3 separate regions of the Drosophila melanogaster genome follow, and regions 2 and 3 are each linked to region 1. Evidence: chromatin contacts called from public Hi-C data. All regions are on one chromosome and are shown on one strand. The core of a region is the stretch at or near the end of the contact, and the rest is flanking DNA. Distances in the headings are between cores, read along the strand shown. Region 1 holds the start of raw (raw,). Region 2 overlaps Sema1a (Semaphorin 1a). Region 3 holds the start of SoxN (SoxNeuro).

Evidence for each region. Hi-C and Micro-C count contacts between places; a contact is called where the count stands out from the background.
Region 2: a contact with region 1 is called in a Hi-C map of the Kc167 cell line, with 2.6 times the contacts expected there. A contact is called at or near these places in 6 of 107 Hi-C or Micro-C datasets (the Clone 8 cell line, the Kc167 cell line, the S2 cell line and 1 more) and 1 of 7 datasets of targeted methods (the Kc167 cell line).
Region 3: a contact with region 1 is called in a Hi-C map of the Kc167 cell line, with 1.9 times the contacts expected there. A contact is called at or near these places in 29 of 107 Hi-C or Micro-C datasets (the Clone 8 cell line, the Kc167 cell line, the PNm cell line and 15 more) and 1 of 7 datasets of targeted methods (the Kc167 cell line).

Annotation. Positions count from the first base shown.
Region 1 is chr2L:8,738,698-8,742,719 of dm6, reverse strand. It overlaps raw (raw,), which reads left to right and starts at 2,060. Exons shown (of 9, transcript NM_080050.3): 1 at 2,060-2,335. The coding sequence starts at 2,307.
Region 2 is chr2L:8,612,326-8,616,347 of dm6, reverse strand. All of the region lies in intron 3 of Sema1a (Semaphorin 1a), which reads right to left. Among named protein-coding and RNA genes, the nearest start is that of tRNA:Asp-GTC-1-6, 5.7 kb to the left of the region's middle.
Region 3 is chr2L:8,823,728-8,827,749 of dm6, reverse strand. SoxN (SoxNeuro) reads right to left here and starts at 2,105. Exons shown (of 1, transcript NM_079996.3): 1 at 1-2,105. The coding sequence starts at 1,256.

The sequences.
Region 1 (4,022 bases), core at 811-3,310:
CGTCCCAGCTCCATTGTTTAGCCATTTGACAAGTGTTTTGACAATATTTATTTGAGTTGCTACAAGCCACGGCAACGGCCACGCCCACAGTCCCGCCCCCTGCGGCATACCACCCCCGCCTCCCTCTTCGCACACTAGAACCACTGCCGCTGGGTAATTTGATTTCCTCGACGCTGCCATCATCTGCATCCTTGACGTCGGACACGTTTCTGCCTAATGGAGTTGCTCGAGTGGCGTGAATTTCAATTAAATTAAATCAAAATGTTGCATTTTTTATTAAGCCCATTAGCGGCACACACGGAAAACCCGCCCCCTCAGAGGACCGCCCGCTGGCCCCTAGTTGGTTAAATTAAGTTAAGATACCACCTCGTCAGTGCGAAAAGAACTTGTATCTTAATGTGCATAATGAAGTGCCAGACTTGACTTGCCATCCAGGAACACCTGGATGTGCCAATATAAATCCGGTGACTGCACTGATCCTACTGCTGCGAGGAAAAGCTATCGGGAAAATCCCAGTTTAGATGAAAATGGGGCCATTCAATAACTGAATTGCTATTTTTGCTAGCAAAATGATTTTAAGGGATTTACTTATTCAATTCATAATTATTTATAAATAGCGAATTCTTAATTTATAGTTTTATATATACACACCTTTTAAATGATTTATGTAAGTTTCTTATTAATAGATATTTATTTACAAGAAAATGTTAAGGAAAAGGCTGCTGTTTTTCCGACTGTTTCTGCGAAAAGCCAAATATCAGTGCACAAGAAGAGTTGGTGGGCGAAGAAAAGTGGAAGTGGAGTTTCCTATTGTTGCACATGCATTAAGAGTAATGCTGCAGTGCTCGGAAAATGCTGGAAAGAGGGTGAAAATGCTACTTTGAGTGGCAATAAACAATGCATAATGAGTTGAGAGTCGCGTTATTATTGTTGCAGCCCGTGGCTGAGACTGTTCATTACTCAAACAGGTAATTTAAATTAAGCCAAAACAATACGCCAAGGTGGCATTTAAAGTAGGTGCAAAACGCATTTCGCCATTAGGAAATTGCCAATTAAGAAGCAAACACTTCTGGGTCCATTCATTACTGCAACACTTGCAGGCAAATCATTTAATTGTCTTTTAAAAATATACTTAAATCAGCAGAGGCGGCAAAGTATTACAAGTCTTCATGCACTTTCTCAGATATGACTAGCCACAAGCACTTAATTCTTGATATCACTTGGAAGTGGCACTTCCAAATCAAAATTATATACATTTAGTAAATAAGAACTATTCGAAAAGACATTTTTCATTTAAAAAGGGAACATTAAGATTTTACTAATTTTTCTATTATCTTAAAGAAAAAATTTTCTAATTTCCACATTCCGTATTTTGTTAATACAACATTTCATTAATAATAATGCAGATATACCCACGATGTCAGGATTTTAAAATAATCTTGAATAATTTGCAAAAGTTAGATCAGAGCAAATATAACATAGATTTAAATTTGTGATACTGTTACCTAACAGAATTTTACAATGTTATTGAAATGTTAATTTTAACACAAAAAAGTGCTCTTCTGCTAATTTTTACATGCACCCAAGACAACAACCATCGAATACAACTGAGTATACGTTCGTTAAAATTTTGGTGGCAACGCTTGTATTCCTAATCTATTAAGATGGCAAGGCTCGTTATCTGAAGAATTTACATTGGCAGCATCAAACATCATTAACTTTGAACTGTTATACAATGGTGCCAATGTAACTTTTTCTCGACAAATGAATTTTGTACTTATTTACCCAAGTGTATATGGAAACAATCAGGTACCGAAAATGTGAACTCTTACAATATATTTTACCTCTTTTTCATCTTAAGTTGTTTTTTTATAAAAGATATCAGCACTGCTGCAAAGACAGCATGCTTTAATATATAATATATATTAATTAAATAAGTTTCACAGTTTTTACGTGGTGTTAACCAACTTACAAAATTCACTCACAAATGTTAACATTCTGTACAAGCATTAGTGTTACCAAATACTCGATAGTATTTTCGCCGTTCCACCAGCTGGTCACACCAGAGACGAATTTAGAAATCTAAAGAGAACCCAACAGTTTCCTAATGCAAATACAATAAACTAATTGTTTAAAATGTGACAACAGTGAACCAAATGCTTGCTGAGTAATAAACCAAAGGATGTTTTGTTTTTTTCTAAAACGTGCCAAGTGAATCGGCTCCACGCAAATGAGAGTGCGGTCTGAAAACAATGGAGCTGCCGTAAAGAATTGATTAAACAAAATAGTCGAGAAGAGAGCGCAAAATGCACAAAATGGTTAAATTATTCCTCAGGTAATTTCAGTCCCAACAAAAACAGCATGTGCCAGATTGCTTTCGTGCTCTTATTGCTGTTGTTGTAGTTCTAGACTCTCTCTTTGCGCTTTAATATTATGAATGACGTAAGCGCGCCTCTTTGGTAGCAATACAAAAGCAATAACAACAATTTGGTTTTGTTGCTTTTGTAAACAAGGAAAATAACAGAATGGTTTTGTACCGCTCGCGTGTGTGTGTGCATAGGTGAGTGGGGAGCTCACTCACCTATGCACACACACACACAAACGCAGGTAAAAGTGGCGTCGTTGGATTTTTACTTGGAAAACGTGTTCGAACTATAAAGAGAAATAGTAAGAGAGAGCTGAGCAGTCTAGCGCTCTTTGCAATGTTATTTCTTTTTTTGGTCAATGACCTAAGCTTTTTCGTCCGTTAGTTGAATTCGTTTCTTTCGCCAATTTCCGTGCTTTTGTGTGCGAGTTAAAAAACTTGGTCTATTTTCACAAAAATCATTGTTTACACTTTGTTGATGTGTAGGTAATTTTCCCAGGCTTTCTTAGCCTCATTTTTCAAGAAAAGGAGTAAACACTAAGTTGGAGGCCAAAGTTGTGAATGGTAAAAAAAAAACGTAATTTTTAAAGAAATTTAAAAAAAAAACTGCCAGCAGTAAACAACGTACAAATCAAAAGAGAATAATTGAGAATACTATAATTAATAGTGTTGTATACATGAAATGTTCAAGAACTTTATTTCCCGAACACATAAAGCATGAAATGAGTCTTCATAGTGTTTCCTTATATCTCTGAAAACAAATAGTATATCACTCGATCATCCAATTGCCTTGCTGTTGTGACATCTTGACAGTAATTAAGTTTATGCACTCAATTGTCACAAAGCCGGAAACAAAAGTGCACAAAGATGTAACATGTTGGTACATTTTTTGCAATGACAACAGCACGCAAATTAGTAAACATTACCGGCCAAATAACAATGCACTGTTTGGAAAATAAAGTAAATATTATGAAATAAATATTATTGTTGTTATACAAAACAGAAAGCAATTACGGAGAAGCAGTAACTGCAGCACAGGTATATTTGCATTCGTGATAACTTTTTGGTAAATAAATTATCTAAGCAATAAAAATGTTTTAAACTTGTAGGATTTTATTTTGGCTTATAAACATAAATACACTTAAAAATAAGTTTTAGGTCGCTTGTTTCAGTTTGTTTCAGAATGTTTTAAGAGCACCGTATAAAATTTTCGAAATTTTCCACAATCTTGAACGGTACTTCTGCGTATTAAGATTAATTGTTTGGCCTTTTATCAGTCTATTTCACTGGAATAAATATTTAACTAGTACTCAGATTTTGTAGGGCACTCTATATGCGGTGTACTTTGCTGACCGAAAAAAAGAGAGATACAAATGTTGAGAATGCGAGGGAAAACGCTTTTGTGATCTTCTTGATTTAAAAATTTTAACGCCAGTGCTGACCGAGCAATTAAAATGTAAACAGGCGGGAAATGAATAAGCGTGCCAGGGAAAAATAAAATGAAATCCCAAAATATTTACAATCATGCAGCAGCAGTTGCACATAAAAACCCAGGAAGAGAAGAACGGAATCTTAACGTGTATGCTTTCGAAAATATACTTGTACCTTAAAATGGCAAATTGGCAATAAGAAACCGACGCGACATTAATATGGCTAG
Region 2 (4,022 bases), core at 933-3,432, 130 kb after region 1:
AAATTATACACCCCAATCAACCATCAACCATCCAGCCAACACCCATTCCACCCACATCATTTGCAATCCGATAACAATGCGGGTGCGTTTAGTTGCACGATACACGAATGCCAACAAGAAATGCCTCTCGGATAGTCATGGTCCATGCAAATTACGTTAGGCCGGCGACTTTGATGTCGCCAGCAGTGAAATCGAATCACAGGGCAAACACTCAACGTGCCACGTTATCCGATCCGTTGTGGCAACCTGATTTGCTAACGATAATTTCCAGTTTTGAAAGCCATGGCATTTGCATTTCCGGATAGTGCGAGGAGGCACTATGGGGGATTATTGAAGATGTCCATTGGCGGAGCTCCCCCTTTTGATTAGCAATTATACAAGTAGTACTGGAGGATGTGGTCGAGAGCTTGTTGAGACTCAAATAAGAGGATTGCGACGTAAGTAAAACATTTTTTATACCTAAGAACTCAACGTAATAGTTCTTTGTAGAAATAAATTTATCTATGATCTATGACGTCATTCAGTACTTTCATCCAATTCACAGTACGTTCTAATACGAGTAAGTAAGTAGTCATTCTGATAAATGTATATAATTTTATCAAGATATCAGGCTGATTTCCACCCCCTAATTTATTGGGGTTGCAGTTGCCGGGACTCTGACGACACTAATCAGAATTAGTTCCTGCTATATCCGTCCGGCAGACAGTTTGCCCCCAACTGCTTAGTCGTACTTTGTGTCTACAATTTATTTCAGTCGTTTTAATTGATTCTGTCGCTTTCCTCGCTCGGGGGTTCCATGGTTTGCTCCATGGGCTGCCAAAGACGCAGAATGCAGCCGGCGCATCTTGTTATTTGTAGCAATTAATATCCAATATCTGGGTGCTGGCATCATTAGTTTATTTTCCTTTCGCTGCCAACTTTATTTTTATTCCCTTTCCAACAAATATATGTATATATATATATATATCTTTTTTTGTTATTCTTTTCTATCTGTCCGATACGTTTCACTTGGCGCTACAAAGAAAGCTACTAATATCAATGGGAAAACTACAACAAAGGCGCAGGCCAACTTCAGTACTGTTATTAAGAAGCGAAGTGAAAATACACTGGGAAAATCTCTTACTATCATTTAGTTTAATGGAAAACGATGTCACTAATGTTTAATAACTCCAAGTCATTATCAATATTTACAGGATAAGAAATAACTCATTCATTATTTTATGTTTCTTTAGATTTTAAATTTGAATTGCATTTTTTGCAGCAGTGTACAGGATGACCAGGGTTGACTGGCTTCTGCTCAGCTTCTTCCTGATGATGCTGCATTTGACAGACCATTTATCATCCCACTAATTGTGTATCATTAAAAAAAAAAGAGGCAAGTCCGCGCACAGATCCGACACTGGCGTCGATGTTAACCCAAAGGATCCGGGATAGGAGCGGGAAATACAAAATAAAAACAGCTCCGTTTTCATCCGCAGGACGAAGCCACAGCCGGCGGTATCGATGTTCGCTGACAATAGCAGACTGTGACAAGCAGCCGGGCTTGGCTCGAATGCCGGCGACATTAACAGGGGGCACTGGCTACAACAAACAGCCATGACAGTGATAGAAATCTGTGGCAAGCGGATTAAACGTGTTCACAGTCCGCCGGCAGGAGGCAAATGGAAGGAGGTGTCTTTGTAGAAGTCAGTCATCATTATTGCCACTTTGCCACCCACCGAATGGAGCGCAAGCACAATGGGTACGAAAAAGTCGATAGGGGGCACAACTAATGATTCTCAAAGAAATACATATATCAGATAACCCAAGATTGAAAACTTTTCATAAATGATTGGTTTTCGAAAACCCTATAGGATCCCCTTTCATTTTTAGGATTGCTGACTCCGTAACGTGCTCAAATAAGCTCCTTCTACTCTTAGAATTTCATTTAATATGATGTGGTATGTGTTATGCGTTCTAGATCAGAAATCAATAACTTAGAGCGTGCCAGCTTTTTTCTATCCGATTTTACTTTAGCAAAACAAAAGTATATAGTCATATAAAGGTCTGATCCCAGAATTTAACCCTTTTCACAAGTAATCCCCACTGTTCAAGAACGCGGACAACAATGGAGCCGGATGTGTGTCGATGGTGGTGGAAGCCAGACTAATGAGAAACGTGCGCCATGAGTTGCGATAAATGGTTAAGTCAGCGGAATCGCTGATAGTAAGCCATCTATTGCAGGTTCTGCCCCGCGGTAGACCCTCGCAACGCACAAATACATAATAATCATAAAAATTCAAAGCTTCATCGCCTCCCACCCCCCCAACTCACTAAATGGCATCGATGATGGATTACGACGTCAACTCGTTGGGTATGGTACTGAAATTGAGCCCGAGGTCTGATGAAAATGTTAATGTCGTTGCGAATCGCTTTGTTAATCCATCCATCCTACCATCCCATCCAGGACGAGTTGCTTGATTTTCCGATTCCCCAGCCTCGGTCCATTCCCATGGTAAGGTCGGAAAACAATTATGACCAGGCTTTGTGCAGGATCTCCCCGAACTGGTGGCCAAGTTAGTTTGGTGTCCAGGACTGGGCGAAAGTTGTCACGTAATACACACTAATTAATATTGATATTTTCTGATAATGAGCCTTCGATGGCGTGGCCATTGCAGTTTCTGCTTAGTCAATGGCATTTTGATAGGCCGGAATCGATATTCTGCCCTGGGGATAGCTTGCTTCTAATTAGAGAGAAATGCTAATTGAAATAGTAGAGTTGGAAATTCGCTTAAGTGTGTGGAGGAATTTTAAGAGTAAACCCCATCGATTGCTAAGTATGTCAGCGAACTCTCTGCATTGCTAACTGGCTGACTTTCCCATTAGCACATTTTGTGTATCTGAGATTTTGTTCAAACTTAAGCTCACGCATCAAACATAAATTTGTTTATGACTCATATAAAAGCAGCATAGCATCATTAGTTGTAGTTCGCAAGTCGAAAACTACAATAATCTCTGCACTCCCGTAATTAGTTATGTCTGACAGCAAATCTCGATTGCCACACCCACCCATTGTCATTAAAAAGCCCAACACGTATCTTGTTCGACATTTGATAGAACAAACAATACAAAACGAAGCAGGCAAAAGAAAAGGAAAACTCGTTTCGACCTTAACGGGGTCGTAAAGGAGCCAGGAGTTGCTGGTTGGTTGGTTGGTTTCGGTTAGTATGCCAAATGCATTCAACGCGGCAGGTCCTGCAGATCACACTTAATGGTTATGCCCATGTCTACAGCAGCCTCGTAAAAGTGAGAGGGACAAAAGCAATGAAAAGCGCCTATACTGAATGAAAAACGCATAACAAATTGCAAATTAAAAGCTTTAAGGTCACATTCCAAACATCACAAGAGCTTATGTCCTTAGAAACGGTAAGGTTAGCCTATAGATAGATAGATATAGATATATATATTTAGATATATTCATTTTTCATTTCACTTAATTTTTGTTCAGTGTACCTCTTGACATCCTGTTCTCTTCTGGCTACTGATAAGGACGAGTGGGTAGGGCAACAAAAATATTTAATGAAATCAGCAGTGGCACAACAGCGTGGAGATGGAAGCATAACAAAATGCAATTGTTGCATTATTAATTTATATTATGCGCAATTGTTGCAAACTGTGGGCAGAAGGTCCTCGCACACAGATGCACACACACACACACACACATGACCGCCGTTCATGCGGAAAATCGCGGCAAGGACGACGAGGGGGAGTAATCGGGGTAGGAAACAGACACAGGCCGCAAGATAAGCATGTAAAGGTTGCTCGACTGAAACCGTAAAAGAAGCACAAACATAACAAAAAAATATATATATATACTGCAAAGGATAACGACGGCAGGAGGAAGTAGAGCCAACCAATTTGCTACCGCTCTCGCTGCCTTTGTTTCTCGCCCGGAAAGGTGAAGGAAAATGTGGTAATAAAAACAACAATTGAACACAGTTATGATTGAAGTGGAAGCAAAGCCAGCACAAAGGACCTCACCA
Region 3 (4,022 bases), core at 856-3,355, 85 kb before region 1:
CCTCCGCCGTACGGAGTCGGACTGCCGGGCTGCTGCTGCAAGCTACTGCCGCCATACGGCGACGGTGATCCGGGCTGCTGGAGACTGCTGCCGTACGGCGATGTCTGTCCGCCGGACACCGTCTGGTACATCGCATACCCGTTGTTGTACATGTGTCCCATGTCGTACCGCTGCGCCGCGTAGTGCTGGCCCATGTAGGAGGTCTGATAGGCTGCCGCTCCGGCCGGATCTGCGTGCATCATGTAGCCATTGGGCATGTATCCATTGGGCGCGTTCATCTGGTACATATCCTGGCGCGCCTGTTGCGCTGCCGCTGCTGCCGCCGCCGCTGCCGCTGCTGCACTGCCTCCACTACCGTTTAGCGACTGGTTCTGGCCAGGCTGACCTTGCACCCGCGTGGGCGTCACCGGCTCACCCGGTGCTCCGCCGCCCACCGTCTGTCCGGGCATCAGGCCGCCCATTGGGTACTTCTCCTTGGTCTTGGTCAGCGTTTTAGTCTTGCGGCGCGGCCGGTACTTGTAGTCCGGATGCTCCTTCATGTGCACCGCCCTCAGGCGCTTGGCCTCGTCGATGAACGGTCGCTTCTCCGATTCCGAGAGGTCCTTCCACTGGGCGCCCAGTCGCTTCGAGATCTCCGAGTTGTGCATCTTGGGGTTGTCCGAGGCCATCTTCCTCCGCTGGCCCCGTGACCAAACCATGAACGCATTCATAGGCCGCTTCACACGATCCGCGTGCTGTTGGTTCTTGTTGGCCGTGGCGCTGTTGTTGTTGTTGTTGCTGGATCCTCCAGTTAGGCTGCTCAATGCAGATCCCGCGCCCAGATGCTGCTGCTGCCCGTGCTGCTGCTGTTGCGTGTGCTGCTGGTGGCTGACCGGCGATGTCATGTGATGGCTTCCGATGCTGCTCTGGGTGGGACTCAATTCGCTGGAGCTGTGCAGCGGGGAGCTCTGCTGCTGCTGCTGTTGCTGCTGCTGCTGCCCCACCTGGCTGCCATTGAGGGTGTTCGCCATCGAGGACTGCAGCGAGCTCAGCGGATTGGGACTCTGGCTGGCCGCGATATGGGCGCTCATGTGGTGATGATGGTGGTTGTGATGGCTCAGCTGCGAGTGGGTCAGGTGCGACTGGCCCAGGTTCATAAGGGGAGCTAGGGCGGAGTACGGCGATGCCGCATGTCCGTGCAACGCGGCACTTGTGTGATGCGGCGGCATGGTGGCATGCAGCAGGCTGCCTTTCATATCCGATTCCATGGTCAGCATCTTGCGGGGATTACTTCCAGTTTTCGGTGCGATAAAGCTGATTTGACTCAAAGTTGGTTCTCCGTGGATACTCGCCTCTAAGATGCAGTTACTCTTTAGCTTTAGTTTACTCTTTGCTTAGTTAGACATTTTGAACATTTTTTGGGAAACCATGTTGCACTTGTGATTTTTGAGATTTTGATTTTCGCTGCAGTTTTTATTTCGTAGTTTTTCGTATCTTTACGCGTATCAAAAATGTGGCGCTCGGCTATCTTTGGATTTGTAGCTAAACAGCTTGAATTGCGTTTTTTCCACAGTCACAAATATCAGATATACATATATGTTGTTTGCTAGCAAACAAACAAGAGGCGGCGTAAAACACTTGAAAATTGTTGCTAAAACCCGACGCGAAATTGCCTCAGAATATTGTTGTTGTTTGTATTAGATTTTGTTGTAAATATATTTGGTTTGGTTTGGTTGTTGTTTTTTTTTTTCGTATGCGAGAAGCGGGAACACCGAAAAAATACCTCCACACTGGGCGGAATTGAGCACCTTTCTGTTTCTCCGGACGACGGCGAAACCTGTTCGAGGTGCGTTCTACGCTGCTTTTTCCCTGGCTGTATGATGACTTTTTTTTCTTTCTTTCGTATCACCGCTTTTTGGCTAGCTGATGACGAGGCACGAACCAGAACCACCGATGCGATGCGATGCGAAACGATACGGATACGATACGACACGAAACCGAATTCGAGACAGCGAACAACCGAGTTGATGTTGCTGCGTGATGTTGCTGCTGATGGCGTGCTGCGACTGCCGTGCGGTACGTTGCGTGCGCGTGTGCTGACGACGGCGAATGCGAGAGTCGAATGAGAGACCGTCTGCCGCTGGCCGCTCGAGGAGGCGGTAAATGCGGTGCGGTCCGCCAGACAGGGTGGCTGGAAAAACTGGTCTTGAGTCGCGAGTAGCTGTGTGTGCGTCGCTGCTGTCCAAGTGTGCGTCGGCATTTCCATTGCCCGTCGCCTGTGCGGGAGCGAGATGAATATACGAGTGGCTGGCCTGCTAATAAATCAAATAAACTCGCTGCTGTGCATGTGTGCATCTGTGTGCGGTGAGCGCTGGCTGGGTTGGATTTTGCGCACACTGCTCCGCCAATCAGAGGACGGTGAGAGCGGTACGAATGTATCTTTATCTCGTTCCGTCACTATATCGATCCGCGTTGCGCTCAACGCTGCCATAAAAATGTCGTCTCTGCGTTTATGGCAAGCGCTGTTGCCGCTTTTCCGCTGCCGAAAGAGACTCTGAAGGAATTTCTCGTATAAATTTCGAGCTTTAAACATGGCCGAAACGCTATGGACGGGGGGAGCTGGAGCGGGCCATGGGTACTCTCAACCCAGTCCAGGGATCCAGGGACCCAGGGGCCTTAGTGTTTGCGGCGTTTTCGCCGTTAGAGCGCGTCTCACGCGCATAGTTTTTCCTGGTTTCCTTTTTTATTTTTTTTTTTGGCCCTGCTATATGTACATACAAAAAGATATATAATATAGATATATATATATATATATGTATGTATAGTCACTCTGCGTCTTACGCTGCGCTTCTTATTAACCTAATGGGTTTGCCAAGGTAGCTCACGAATAATTGTGTAGGCAGGCAGTCGGCAGATGGAAAAATTTATTAAGCAAGTGCAGCTGCAAATGTATCCTGCTCTCGCGGTAGTCGGCAGTTGTATCTCAGAACTTTGATGCGGTTTGGCTTACACGTATCACGTATCCGCCACATGAGCCAGCCCGTCCTACGGCATTGTCTTAGGGCACCATCTGCCCCACCACGACACCCCCCTTTAATTTACCACCCCGCGATGAATGCGTTTTTCCTCAGCTGACTCTGGTATTCCGTTTTTTGGGTTGCCCATGAGTAAATGTTGGGCTCTTTTTTTTTGTGCGACTTTTAGCAGTGCAAAGTGATTGGATTGCAGTTCTCAGCTGGTGAGAACTACTCACCAACTTGCAGTGCAGGTGGAAGTCGATTAATTGAAGATTTTTTGCACACTCGAAGAGCAAAACCAAGATTTATGGGCTTTTCTAAAAGTTATATTAATTATAAATTGTGTGTTAAATAAAAAAAATACCATTGTGGCTAAAATAAAACATACTTTTGCATCCGTAAACTACGAATAATATAGAAGACCATTTTTGTTCTTGAATAAATAAAATACAAATTATATGAAAAACTGCATTTCCTCGATAAATAATATATATACATTTTCTCCCTTTAAAGCACAATCAAAATTTCTTTTGTACAACTCCTTAAGCATCGTCTCCAAATTTCCTGCAAAGTCATCAAACACTTGAATCGAGCTACTAACCCATTAAAAATGTATAATGCAAACAAAGCCGATATGTGGGCTCGTCGGCTTAATGAATTTATGGCCAATTGCTAAACATTTGACAATGGAGCGAAAACACTGGGGCAAGCGGGCACAATAATAAAGGCAAGACCGGCAAACAATGCAAAACCTGCCCCAGTAACTGACCTACAACAACGCAACATCATAACATCAAAAACAACAAGAACGCAAATCTTAACCGCAAAAAGTTGGCCAAAGAAAAGGAATAAGTCAAAGTCGTTGTTGATTCTATGGGGGCTATTGTGTAATTTCAAATACAAAATGCAGAAAAAGAAATACAATTCTGTTCGGTTCATTATCAATGTACTTGGCCTGCCTGTTTGTTTTGTTATTGTATGAGTACGAGTACAAGTACGAGGCATTGATTCTTTTGATGGGAAGAC